Regions from separate parts of the Pan troglodytes genome. Here region 2 is linked to region 1. A link is a contact called in public capture Hi-C data. All regions are on one chromosome and are shown on one strand. The core of a region is the stretch at or near the end of the contact, and the rest is flanking DNA. Distances in the headings are between cores, read along the strand shown. Region 1 overlaps LOC129136803. Region 2 overlaps MIPEP (mitochondrial intermediate peptidase).

Region 1 (6,884 bases), core at 1,841-4,340:
ATATATCTATCTCAGATTGTTCTGTTATAAACTCAGGTGGGATTCTTCAAAACAGGAGGTTGTTCCAGTCTCTTCATTTTGCAGCTGAGAAAACGAAGGCCTTGGAGCTTGAGAACTCCAGTTGCCCAAGGCGCACAGGTGGTGGGTAAGGAAGCTGATCATTTCTCCAAAGAATCCTTCCATGACCCAGGAGGATCCGGTGGGAGAGCAGGGCCGTCCACAGCTCAGCTAGGACACAAGAAGGCCCAGGGTGGCAGGAGCCCCACTGTGTGCTGCGGAGGATGGCAGAGGAAGTCAGCATTGTCCCGAAACTGCAGGATCATGTGATGTGATGGGAAAAAATTATGAGTACAAGACACAGGAAGAGCAGGTCACGGAAACACATGGTGCCCAGAAGGGCTTAACTAGTTGCAGCTGTGCAGGGTGATGCACAGAGTGCCACAAGGGTGTCCTGAGTGAGAGTGGATGTCCCCTGCCCTCTGGCTTCGTGAAGGCTTCGTGAAGCCTGCCGGGTCACCCTTGTTTTCATGGATAGCTTCTTTAGGACACTCTCTCCACCAGTAATTGACAAAGTCTCCTTCTGTTGAGTGTCTGATAAAGGACTGAGTTTACATGATTGTTAAGATAGGATCATGAAAGAAGACAGAAGACGGATGTGAGTGGCCCTCAGAAAAAAAGCATCAAAGGAAACTGAGGAGTCTGTGTTCCGAGTTATAACATCAGTCCTGTGTGTAAGTGCTGAGTTTCAGCTCTGCCCAAGGCTAGGGGTTGCCTAGTCGGCTTCAACTGTAAGCTCCTAAGGGACAGTGCTGCCCCTTGAGATGACTGGGCAGCCATCAGCTTCATGCTAGAGGCTTTAAAGCAAACCCAAGATGGAGTCTCAGTGCTGATTATCTGGGCCAGTGCCTTTCTTAACATTTCACGGATATATTCCTTTATTTTATTTGTTGTATTTTATTACAGTTTTGCTCTATTCAGTCATGGTCATTCTTAGTTGCTGTTGTCTTTGTAAACTTATTTAATATCTTTTAAATATTAAAAGATTAAATTCTTTTCTAATAAATTCTTTTAATATTAAAATATTAATTTTAGATAAGAACCTTGTTTACTTTCAAGATTAATGTAGTAAATAAAGAAGACTAAAAACTTCAGAGACTGAAAGCTGCTGAGAATGTGTAAGAGAAACCTGGTTATCAAACGCAATCCTGATCTTTTATCAGGCATCTGTGTCAATGTGGATGATCTAACTGTGGTTAACTTCATGAAGAAGCAAGATATTTGATTCTCATCTGTTTAAAGAAACAATCTGTTTCTTCTAAAAGTATATACTCTAAAACACAAACCACTTAGCTGGGAAATAAAAGATGTTTATGCTTTATCATTTATATAAGCCTGGCCTTTCTCCAAAATGATTTTGATATAGCTTACAACAAAAAAAGTGTTAGGCTTAATAAAAGAAGAATGGAAATGGAAACTAAGGATCAACAGAAAAGAGTATCACAAATATGGTAATACTAGCATATGGTAATATTATTTCTGTATTTGAGTGTAAAACGTGGCTGTGAGCTTCCTGGAGGCCAAGGCAAAAATAGAGACAAGAGCAACGTGCATAATATCATTAGCAGACAGAAAGATCATGTGACTTTTTAATTTTTTTCCCAGAAACTGAATCTAAAAAGAATCGCTCTATATAATGACTCATATATATGGTTTTAAGTGAAAAAATGATGAACACTGTCCTCCATGAGAGTTTTTGCACAAATTGAAGGAGGTAAGAACTGATATTGAAGCACAACTCAGTGAAGTTAATCCTGTCAGGCTAGGCTCATACAAGAAAACTTCTGACAGAATCCTAGAATTCCGGCAAATGCAGGCATGGAATGAGAGATTCCTATTCCATCTGCCTCGTTGTGCCTGGGGCCAGGCCTGAGTGTTGAAGACAGCTTTTTCCAATATAAGATCAAATGAGATTGTTCATAACAGGAGTCTGCAGGAATATGGTACCTCTGATTTGAAATGATGGATGATTTTCATCAGCCGTGTATCTGCTTCCTTGGCAGCACCCCAAGCGCAGACCCCAGGCTGTTTCAGTGTGTCATCTGGCAGGCCCAAACAGAGGATGTCTCAATTGTACATGTGTAACACAGCTTTAATTCATAATTTCATTTCTGGATGGAATTTTGAGCAGATGGGCATTGCTGTCCTTTTTAATGGTAAAAAATCAATGAAAGACACCGTGGTTTTGAAATTAATGAGCACTTGAAAAATACCAGCTTTGTTTGGCTTTGCGTTTTCTTTTTTCCTCTCCTCCTAAGTTGTTTGCAGCAAAATATTCAATTGAAAACTCAACATGTCCACTGCCTCCCAAAAAAAAAAAAATTATGTGGAAAGTCTCCACTAACAGGAAGAGAGAAGTTCTTCACAGTTTGGTTTTATTTTTCAATGATAGTCATTACCTCATTTTTAAAGCATTTATAATAAATTAAGCAAGTAACACTTGTGTACCAGTTTCTAATCAGTTTCTAATGTGCCTGGAACTTGCTGGGCTACAAAGAAAAGGATCAACTATTTTTTTTTCTGCACCCAAAGATATTGCAATCTTATCGGAGAAGGGAAACTGAGGCATGTGTTACAGTTAGAGGACTAGGAAGCACTAATCTGTGTCAAACTCCAAAGTGCAAATTCAAAGGAAAGACCATTGTTGGAGGGAGTGATCCGGAAGAATTCCTAGCCCTTACCTGTCTCAGTCATGCTTCTTGCCAAAGAAAAAGAGAAATCTCCAAGTATCTTAATGCTTTCAGCGCTTCTCCAATCTGACAGATATTTACTCAGATTCGAACTGACTGCCCAAGCTTCACTGCAGCTCCTCGTTTCCTGTTAGATCTTTTTAAAAATCTTTGCTTAAAACATTGAAGGCTGAACGATGAGCAAGAAAATCTTGCCTGTGAATAAGACACTGGGAACTGCACAGAATCAACATCAGCTCACAAGCTCATCATCTCACGCACGGATTCCTGAGCACATTCTCGCATTCTTGCTCTTAATCCTCCCTTGGCGACCTTCTACTCAGACATCATCTTTTATGCAGAGAAGCAGGCACGTTTCTCATCATTAATTCTGTTCTCAGCCAGGTGTGTAGCCACAGAGCATACAGACCACAGGATGATGTGAGCACCCCAGGATGTAAATTTGTGCGGAGTAATTACAGCTCAGGCTTCTTACACAGCTTTGGCCACATCAGGACATGAAGCTGTCTTGCAAATTGCGGGTGTGTCTAAGCTCTTAAGCACATGTGAACTTTAACGCACGTGCATTCCCTACTCACATACACAATACAAGCATGCCACACACTCACAATCCAATTGGCTAACTATGGTTATTAACAGGAAAGAACAATTAATGGTCCTTGTGGTTATAGTTTTGTTTGAATTTTCGCCTCATCAAAAATGTAACAACCAACTAAAGCAGGCTTTCCTCCTTTTTTCCTAGTGAAAGCATATTGACTTTCCTGACTTCTTATGACCACATTTGAGGAAAGGAGTAAGCACTGGAATCACCAACACAGCATGCTTACGGAGGGTGGTCGCCAGCTTCATCAGCCTCCCAATTCCACGGAGCCCCTTGAAAATCCAGGAGCGCAGACTGGCCACAGTAGAGATTTAATAGGTAAGACCTTGGATTCAATGGACAGATCTCCTACAGTTCCTGATATCAGCCCCTATCAGAAATTATATTTTACTTTGTGTATTTCACATATTTCAAATAGAAGGGGTCAAGACTAATAGTGACCAGTCTTCATCCATTTGATAAACCTTTATTAAACACAACTGCAGCTTTGTTCTAGGCAGCATGAATGGAATGATTTACAAACTGTTGCTGCTCTTTGGGCAGTCACTGTTTTATAGGGGAACTCGAGAAGCAGTCAGGAAGGAAGGTCTCGGAGGAGATGGCCCTGAAACTGAATCAGACTTTAAAAGATAAGTTGGTCAACAGGATTGGAGGGAGGGAGGGAAAAGAAGGTTTTGAAAGATAGATCTTTCAGAAAAAGCAAATAACTTGGGCACAGACATGGGCACAAAAAGGAAAAGAAAAGCCAGGGCATTCAGAGCATTGCAGAACATTTTGCATGACTGAGTATAGGAAGCAAGAGAGGTCTTTTGAGAAATACGACTGGAGAGGTGATGAGGGGCCAGATCTTGCGTTACACAAAGAACCTCTTATGCCACACAAAGGAATTTGGATTTTTTTTTTTCCTTTTAGGCATAAGGAAGCCATTGAAGGGTTTTAAACAGGAACAATGTAATCAGATTTACTCTTTGGAAATAAGATCTCCTGGTTAGTTAATGAACTCATATTTCTTTTTTTCTATGTTAACCATTGTTTTATTGTTTGGTCTTTAGACTCTATTATTGATTGAAATGCCAAAGTGATGGGAGTCAAGCGGCTTTGCCACTTAACCTTCCAAAGTTTGTTTCATTTGCTTTTAAAATAGTTATTATATTACGTGCTTTGCCTTATTAGTTTTGTGTACAATTAAAGCAAGATAAAGGCAGAGAAACTAGCTTGTAGTGCTATTGCTATGGACACCATTAGTTGATGTCAGAACAATTACAGATGAATCAATATTTACTATTGGACCAATTACAGACAAAACCAGAAAAGATTAGATCTAGCACAAACTTTATAAACTATTGAGCCTTTCATTTTATTTTGCATTTAAAAATCCTTACATCAGAGATTCTGAATTCTTTTATCAGGGGTGTGGCCTGTGCATTGAGAGTTTTTAAAGCTCTCCAGGTGATTTTAATATGCAATTAGATTTGAGAACCATGATTTTAGTCTTAAGGGGCTTTAGAAGTAAATGTCTTTAAATTCTGTGATAATACATCATTCATAGGCTATTCAGGCTGTACTAAAACATACAGAAAAAACAAAGACAATTATTGAGTTCATTTTATGAAGCAAGAACAATCTTAATGACAAAAGATAAAAACCTTTAAAAAGATGCGAAGCTATGATCTTTTTATGAATATAGATGTAAAATCACAAAATATTATAAAAATATTTTAACCACATATTAAAAGAGTAGGCTAAATAGAATTTACTTTAGGAATTGAAGAATGGTTTAATATTGGGAAATTTATTATTGTAATGCCTGGGCAACAGAGTGAGACTCCGTCTCCAAAAAATAAAGAAAAGAGAAAATGCGAAGTTTAGTCTCAAGCTGAGACTAAATATTTGCAAATCGTGTCTGAAAAAGGACTTGCATCAGAATAGAGAACTCTTATCACTCCATTAAAAAAAGACAATTCAAAATGTTGAGCAAAAGATATGAACAGATAATTCACCAAATAATATATTATGATAGCAGATAAGCATATGAAAAGTTGCTCAACATTATCAGTGCTTAAAGAAATGCGAACTAAAACCATACTGAGATACTATGACACACACACTAGAATGTCTCTAATCAGAAAAACTGAAAATATCGAATTCTGGTAAAGATTTAGAGGAACTGGAATCCTTATACATTGCTGGTGGGAATGTAGAAAAGATACAGTCACTTTGGAAAACAGTTTGTCAGTTACTCAGTACGTTAAATACATCCACTTCTAAATATCTACACAGAGAAATGAAAATGTATGCTTAGACAAAAAACATTCAGCATTATTATTTTCCATAACCAAAACCTGGCTATTCTAGTTCAGGATGACATACTGAACATATGTGTTTACCTCGTGTCCCTCCTGAGACCCCAATGAAATGACAACGTAGAAATACAAAGAGGAATAAACTCATGCAACAAAAAAAGCATGGAAGGGTATCAGTAGACAAGAAATTTCAACACATTTCCAGAGGACAAAAAGCTGATGTACAAGCTTGGCGCAGCGGCTCACGCCTATAATCCCAGCACTTTGGGAGGCCAAGGTGGGTTGATCGCCTGAGGTTAGGAGTTCGAGACCAGCCTGACCAATGTGGTAAAACCCCATCTCTACTAAAAATACAAAAATTAGCCGGGCGTGATGGGGTGTGCCTGTAGTCCCAGCTACTCGGGGGGCCGAGGCAGGAGAATTGCTTGAACCCAGGAGGCGGAGGTTGCAGTGAGCCGAGATCGCGCCACTGTACTCCGGCCTGGATGACAGAGCAATACGCTGTCTCAAAAATAAAATAAAATAAAATAAAATAAGAAAGCGAATGTACAGGCAAGCGAAGGATGCTGAAGCCCAGAATATAATCGTTGTTGGAGGCTCTGTAAGAAGGAGCCAGCCTCCTCTATTGGAGACCTGAAAGAGAAGGAGCAAAACAAAGGGAATGATGGAATATGTACACCACTATGTCACAGCCCTGCCAGGCACCCGTCCCCTTCCCACCCTTCCAGAGCATCTGGAAGGTCAACATTGTCACTGTTACGAAAGATAAAGAATGAAGGAATTTCACACATTTACCTAGGAAGATGTAAATCTTCTGTTGTAGATAATTTATTACAGAGTACTCTGTCCACATCCAGGTGCCCCACACAAGTGCTTCTCAAAGCATCTGTGGTGAAGGACCAGCTTTTGTGTTAAAATTTCAAATCAATTGCAGAAGGTTACTTTTTAAAATATAGTAGAAATAAATTACTAGAAAAATAAAATTTAAAAAGCAAAGACACACAAAATACAAGCCCAAATGTTTTATTACCAGACTCAAGAGACAAAAGATTATATTTCTTTTTTTTTTTTTTTTTTTTTTTTGAGATGGAGTCTCGTTCTGTCACCCAAGCTGGAGTGCAGTGGCACGATCTCAGCTCACTGCAGGCTCTGCCTCCCAGATTCATGCCATTCTCCTGCCTCAGCCTCCTGAATAGCTGGGACTACAGGTGCCCTCCACCAAGCCCGGCTAAT
Region 2 (6,884 bases), core at 2,110-4,609, 410 kb after region 1:
GTAAATATTTGCTGAATTAATAAACAAAAGGGGGATGTAGATGATATAAAACATAGGGCATTAGGTCTCAAGCAGCCTGTGGAAAACCATAAATGTAGAATATGTGTTTAGGCTTCAGTTCTGCCACATTTTAGCAATATAACCTAACCTTAGATTCCTTATCTGTGACATGAATACAAATACCTACCTCACAAAGCTGCAGAGGAAGGAAATGAGATAACAACAGGATAAGCACTGAATGATATTCTAATATTATTATTTTATATAAATATAAAATAAAAATATGGTACTATTATAATCAAACTGTTGACAACAGCGAGTACAGAAAAACATACTTTTCACCAAACTGATACTTACAAAAAAAGAAAAAACATACACTAAAAACACACATTTAATACATAACATACATATTATATCTGTTTAGGAGCTTCGATTATATGAAAAAAATTGTAAGTGTTTTAAGGGTTCGGGGACAAAGGAGTCCAAGGAAAGTGAAAAAGTTTAACCAGCTTCATGAAAGAGGTGGGTTTTGAGCTGAGCACTAAAAATATGGGGTAAGATTTTAACAGGCAGACCAGGAAGAAAAGCTGCTCTCCGTAGGAGAGTGACACGAGCAAGGGAACCCAGGCCGCAATGAGCGTGACACGCCTGTAGCTTAACCGAGAGCCTTGACAGGTCAAGGGAAACAGTTGTTTACGAAAGAGTAAGAAGTAAGATTGAGTGCATTTAGAGAACTTTGGAGAAGAGAGGAACATGCTAGGGTGAGAAGGGATAAGCACAGAAGGAATAAAGACAAGCGAGGATTCAGGTTGTGATCTGCCCCCAGTGTCCCCTCTGTCCGTGAGTGGAATGTCTAACCAGATGTACAACCAGAAACCCAGGGGGCCCACCACAATGCCTCCTCCTCCCTCTCACCCTCACTAAGTCTTGCAACTTCACTGCCAAGACCTTGAGTCTCACGCAGCTCCATCATCATGGCCACCCTACTCCTGACTCACCACCTAAATTACAACTGTAAGTTAATAAATGCTTTTGAAAAAACATATTATGTACATTTATATTATTATTGTGTAACATTCTCTCTTAGACATTATGAATCATAAGGAACTCAACATAGCACAAGGCAAGTTTATGACAAACCCAACGACACACTTCCGTAACACCTCACCTAGCACAAACCTTCCTAAGCAGTACTCTTCTCTCTGAAAAGGAAGCTTATCTGACTGTGTGTTTTTTATATGACCTAACCTACATTTAACCTTGACCTCAGTAAACATACTGATCTTTCATTCTCTTACCCTAATTCTAACCAATTTGTCAAATTCAGCACAGAAACTGGGTTAAAATGAAAACAATTTAGACTAACATCAAAATGAAAATTTAGGTTATGATTTTACTCTCAACATTCACATCAAATAAAATTCTTTGGTTGGACAGAATTATGCCAAATTATTAGCTCTATTTAAAAATGGTTCCTATAAAAATACATAGAAAAACTCAATAAATGGTTCTCTACATGTGTTAAAAATAGAACACTAATTTACAGCTATTTAAAATCAAAAGCTCAGTTTCATAAAAATCCTATTTTGCCCTTAAATGTTGGATAAACAGGCTTACCTGGATTTTTAGCTATCGTTCCTTGGAGAGCCCTGTGAGAAAACGTGGAATACCCCACCAACTTTGCCAGAAGATCTCTGCTGCTGAGCAATTCTTCTAAACATTTCAATTGACCAGCATTGGGATAAAGAAAAATTTTATAAGCAGCTTCTCGCACCTACGTTTAAAAAGTAAATGGTGAAGGCTATAAATATCATCACACAGTCCTATGCAACAATAACACAGGCTCATGCTCACCACTTGATCTGCAGATGATCACTGCTTTCAAAATAAAGCAATGGTCTACACGAGGCCATAAAGCTTCCAGAGTCATAAAATAGCATGGGATGCAACAGCATACTTGACTGCAGCTCTAGGGTACTGTTCTGAGGTACGGTGGGGCAAACCTCTACCCAGGGCGTGGATCTCTATGCTATAAAGCATCTTAACCAGAAGTAAGGCTGCATGAATTTAAAAGTCTCTGTAGTCTAGAATGTCAGTTCATGGTGTTATTAATCATACTTTAAAAATAAGGAGTCTTGTATGAAATATAAGTAATTAAATCATTTTCATTCTTTAAAGTGTTTATGGCATTAATAATTCCACAAGTTAAATTTTTAGGGCTTAGTAATGCTAAAAAGTTTTTAAGGATACTATTATATTATCACTGAATTTTGGGTTAAAACAGTAGCAACACACAAATGGGACCTAAACAACAAAGAGAATGAAACATACATACCAAGTCATCCGGTGATTCTGCGTGGAGACCATCAATTATGATATGATCCCCAGCAGATGTAAAGTTACGACGAATGTGTTCTGGTAAGAGATGCTTCTCAATCTTGTTGGGAAAATTGGTTCCCATAAGAAATGTACTACTCAAATCCAAGATTTTAACATTGAGGTCCACTGCTCTTTTACGCTGTATGCAGGAGGAGTAAAAGTTATTTAAAGGCGTTTTGAATTAATATTTCACAATTTAATAAACAAAATATAAATATGTCAAATCAACATATATAGTTGAATTATCATTTAATAAAATATTAAATAGTTTAGCAAAATGAATATAGTTACTATATTATAAATAATATATTAATTTTACTTTTAACAGATATTTAATATTCTAACAAAAAGATCATACTTATGGTTTTCTGATGTTTCTATGTTTTAAGATTTACATAACTTCTAGTTCTATTTTATGTCTAGGTTATATAACTAATTGTTGAAATTAACAACATTGAAAAACACATGCCAGGTGCAGTGACTCACGCCTGTAATCCCAGCACTTTGGGAGGCCAAGGAGGGCAGATCACTTGAGGTCAGGGGTTGGAGACCAGTCTGGCCAACATGGTGAAATCCCATCTCTACCAAAAATACAAAAATTAGCTGGGCTTGGTGGCGCGTGCCTATAATCTCAGCTACTCGAGAGGCTGAGGCACGAGAATCGCTCAAACCCAGGAGGCGGAGGTTGCAATGAGCCGAGATCGCACCACTGTACTCCAGCCTGTGAGACAGAGGGAGACTCTGCCTCAAAAAAAAAACAAAAAAACAGTTATTTGCAAAAGTGTAGTGAGCCTCCAGAAGGGGGAAGCACATTTTAAAAGTTCTGATTTTGGGTGTGGTAGCACACGCCTGCAGTCCCAGCCCTATGTGGGGCTGAGGCAGCAGGATCACTTGGGCCCAGGAGGTAAGGCTTCAGTGAGCTACGATCACACCACTGCAACCTGGGCAACAAAGCGAGACCCTGTCTCAGGGGGGAAAAAAGTTCTGATTTTGCATGTGCTTGAGCTGCTACAGAATGATACAGTGAAGTCTAAGAAGCAGACTGGAACCCCAGGGCATGGTCCTTTCTTCTACTCTGTGTCCCTGCCATGTGGCACATGGTCCTTGCTCCTGTCAGGCCTTCAAATGGTCAGTGATGAGGACGTGGATGGTGCGGACACATCTGCTTAGGTTTAATCTTGCAGTCATATCTTTGTAATACACAATAACCTGAGAAAACGTGTATTAGCAAAGGGGTTGCCATAAATGCTTTAAGATTAAATATAAACTAGAAACCACATAATTAGTCAGGCTGACTGGAGGAGAAGGGCTGAATTTTCAGTTATTGGCTACTCAAAAACTAGACAGGCTCTGCATATGAATTTTCAGTTATTGGTTACTCAAAAACTAGACAGGCTCTGCATATGAATTTTCAGTTACTGGTTACCAAAAAACTAGACAGGCCCCGCACTGGGCTCATGTTGGGCTTCAGGTGAAAGTGTACACAAATCTTTCTGGGAGAGGAGATAGCAATTAACAGGTTCTAAACTGTTCTATGCTCCTAAAAAATGATTAAGCCACAATACTAATATACTTTTTAAAGATAAACATAGATGATGTAGAGGCATGCTTGATAAGATGCTGAAAAAATTGAGTATATATCAATATCCCCAGAATTTCAATATAGAAAATTCAAATTTCATGGAAAAAAGTTTTAGGAGACTCCCATTTCCTTACAGTCCAGATTTCTCTTTGCTTATTTTGTTTCTGATATGGCCATTTATCACCACCTAATGGTAACAAGTGGAATAACAAAAAAGATGAACAAGATTTTGAAATCACATTACAGTTCCAAAATTGTCTTCAAAACTTTTACTTTGAAAAAAAAAAATGTGATAAAATTAACTACTTTGAAGATTTTATCTACTGATAAAATCTCTGGAAAAATCAAAACTGAGTTCATGCCAACTTCAATGATCTGCCAGGCATATCACTTCATCATTCTGTGGTAACAATGAAATGTACAATAATCTGAACTCTTCAAAAATTCTATGAAATTTCTGTGTTATTAAATAATGTTAAAAATAAACGTTTCTATTACATTTAAACTTATAAGTTATATTTGTATGAGACCTTAAAAATTAAGGCCGGGTGCAGTGGCTCACGCCTATAATCCCAGCACTTTGGGAGGCTGAGGCAGGTGGATCACCTGAGGTCGGGAGTTCGAGAGCAGCCTGACCAACGTGGAGAAACCCCGTCTCTACCAAAAATACAAAATTAGCTGGGCGTGGTGGCACATGCCTGTAATCCCAGCTACTCAGGAGGCTGAGGCAGAAGAATCGCTTGAACCCGGGAGGCAGAGGTTGCGGTAGCCAAGATTGCCCAATTGCACTCCAGCCTGGGAAACAAGAGTGAAACTGCCTCAAAAAATAAATAAATAAATAAATAAATAAGAAACCAACTGGAAAGAACATAGGCTTTGATGATTTATAGATTTTGTTGGTGGGTTTATTTCATGGTCTCTCTTTTGAAAAATGGAACATGTCTACTTTATATCCTGTCCTAGCGGAGCACCTCTGAGAACAAACATGGAAGTTACAAGGCAAAAACTGAGCAGGTTTACTTTAGTTGCATATTCAATATTGAGGGGTTCCCTGGGAGCTGCTCCCTGGGAAAGAGGAGCTACACTGTAATAATATGTTAGATAAAAGCGGCAATGTCTATGCTGGTGAAACTGAACATATATTATTTGTCAGCAAAATTTCAAAAGCATCCTTCATGAGGATACATAAAAACTAAAACTATTCACATGGATTCTCTACTAGCAACCTTCCTTCTGAAGATATCAAATTTGATAATAGCTAGCATTATTATGATTTGTCATACGTTCACTCAATACTTTTATTGAGTCCAAAACTAATATGCATTAAAAAACATGATCCATGTTCTTGATCCTTTGTAAGCCCAGAATTTAGATAAGCAACACAACAATAACAGCATCATCATCAACAAAAGGTAAAGAAGAATGCCACATGACTGAAATAAGTAAAATACGTTCAGATGAATACAAAATTCCACCTGGGGGACTGATAAAAGCTTCGCAATGTGGTGTGAGGATGAAGCCTTCATGGGGACTTCAGCCAGGGAATTCTGGCGAGCAGGCCTAGGAGGAGGACAGCACACAACACATGGGGGAGGGCACTGTGTATGAGGGGCTGACAGCCGGAGCACAGCCACGAGTGTGAGCTCTTTGTTACATGTTAACTTCACTAGACAATGGGAAGTCCACAGGAGGATTCTGGGCAGGAGAGTAACAAATCAATACTTTATGAAAACTAATCCAGTGTTCACAGATGGGGAAAACTGACCAGCAGGATGGTGGCATGCTGGCCATGCAGGCTCTGGAGTCTGTCTGGCTTATAAAATAACGTCCCACAACTTCTACAGCCTTAGTCTAAAAAAGGCCAGGAATAATAGTAGCACCAAGCTCAAAGTTGTTGTGAGGATTTGATGAGAAACATACGATTTAAAATAGCAAATACTCAGTTGATGTTAAATCACTGTTAGGAAGACAGAGGCTTTTAGAACAGCCCAGGTGTTTGGTGATAAGAATCAAGGTGATTTGCTTTTGGGATGCAGACAGATGCAGGACTGTAGGAACAATGCAAGGACTTGGTTAGAAGATATGACAATATTAGGAAGGGAAAGAATACAACTAACTCCCAAATTTTATTTTACAGGGAAGTATTAATGAAGAATTGATTTGGAAAGCGGCAAATGTGGTCACTTTAGGCAATGTGAGTTTACAGTAGAGCCCATAAGCCTCATGGGCTGCTGGGAAGGCACGTCCTGGCTCAGGGTCAGACCAGGAATCACATGCTGAGCCTTTAACGCCACACAAACTCATCAGATGTGTGAGGGGTTACAGCATTACTCAAACTCAGCACCTATCAAAATGGTAACATCTATTGTATGTGATACATATTTCCAAGGCCCTGCCTTCTACTTTTCCAGATATTTTGATAACTTAATCTCTTCATAGGTAAGTGGTTTAATTCTACCATATTTACTAGGAAAAATGTATTACTGTTTAAAACAAATAAACAAAAAGCCATAATAGTCTAGACTACAGGTGAGTGGGGGAGACTATGGGGCAGGCTGAACTTCCAATGGTGTCAAGTCCCTCCTGTTTTTCCAACTCTGAATTTACAACTGAAATGAGGAACTTGGTTTCTCAGGATGTTATGTGCTAGAAAGAACAGTGGCCAGTGTTAGAAATTTTAAGAACACTGTCCATTTGTTAGTTAGGATGGCAACTTGAACAAATCACTTTGTCTTGTTTCCACATCTGTAAAATGAAGGGGATGGACTAGGTAGAATGCCTCCATCCCAGTGTAAACACTGTGTAATCTATGCTTGTTCCATCAGTCAAACACACATATAATATAAATAAATACACTTATGTAAGGTCTTATGTGATATTCCCTGTACTACCAATCTTCAATGACATCAGCTTTCCCATTCAC

The links. Capture Hi-C pulls out chosen DNA fragments and counts their contacts.
Region 2: a contact with region 1 is called in a capture Hi-C map of stem cell-derived neural stem cells, with 8 times the contacts expected there. The contact joins two enhancer-like sites. A contact is called at or near these places in 4 of 7 Hi-C or Micro-C datasets (blood, induced pluripotent stem cells and stem cell-derived neural progenitor cells), 1 of 1 datasets of contacts at active chromatin or transcription factors (stem cell-derived excitatory neurons) and 1 of 1 other capture datasets (stem cell-derived neural stem cells).

Annotation. Positions count from the first base shown.
Region 1 is chr14:22,655,666-22,662,549 of NHGRI_mPanTro3-v2.0_pri, forward strand. It overlaps LOC129136803, which reads left to right. Exons shown (of 4, transcript XM_063792168.1): 2 at 1-731; 3 at 3,490-3,666. Among named protein-coding and RNA genes, the nearest start is that of SACS, 36 kb to the left of the region's middle. Within about 2 kb of position 3,091, at least 2 of the 24 cell types and tissues checked have an H3K27ac peak or open chromatin away from gene starts, as enhancers often do. A contact at or near this core is called in stem cell-derived neural stem cells, where this site is marked.
Region 2 is chr14:23,061,877-23,068,760 of NHGRI_mPanTro3-v2.0_pri, forward strand. It overlaps MIPEP (mitochondrial intermediate peptidase), which reads right to left. Exons shown (of 19, transcript XM_024348473.3): 6 at 2,336-2,518; 7 at 1,618-1,774. Among named protein-coding and RNA genes, the nearest start is that of MIPEP, 18 kb to the right of the region's middle. Within about 2 kb of position 3,360, at least 1 of the 24 cell types and tissues checked has an H3K27ac peak or open chromatin away from gene starts, as enhancers often do. A contact at or near this core is called in stem cell-derived neural stem cells, where this site is marked.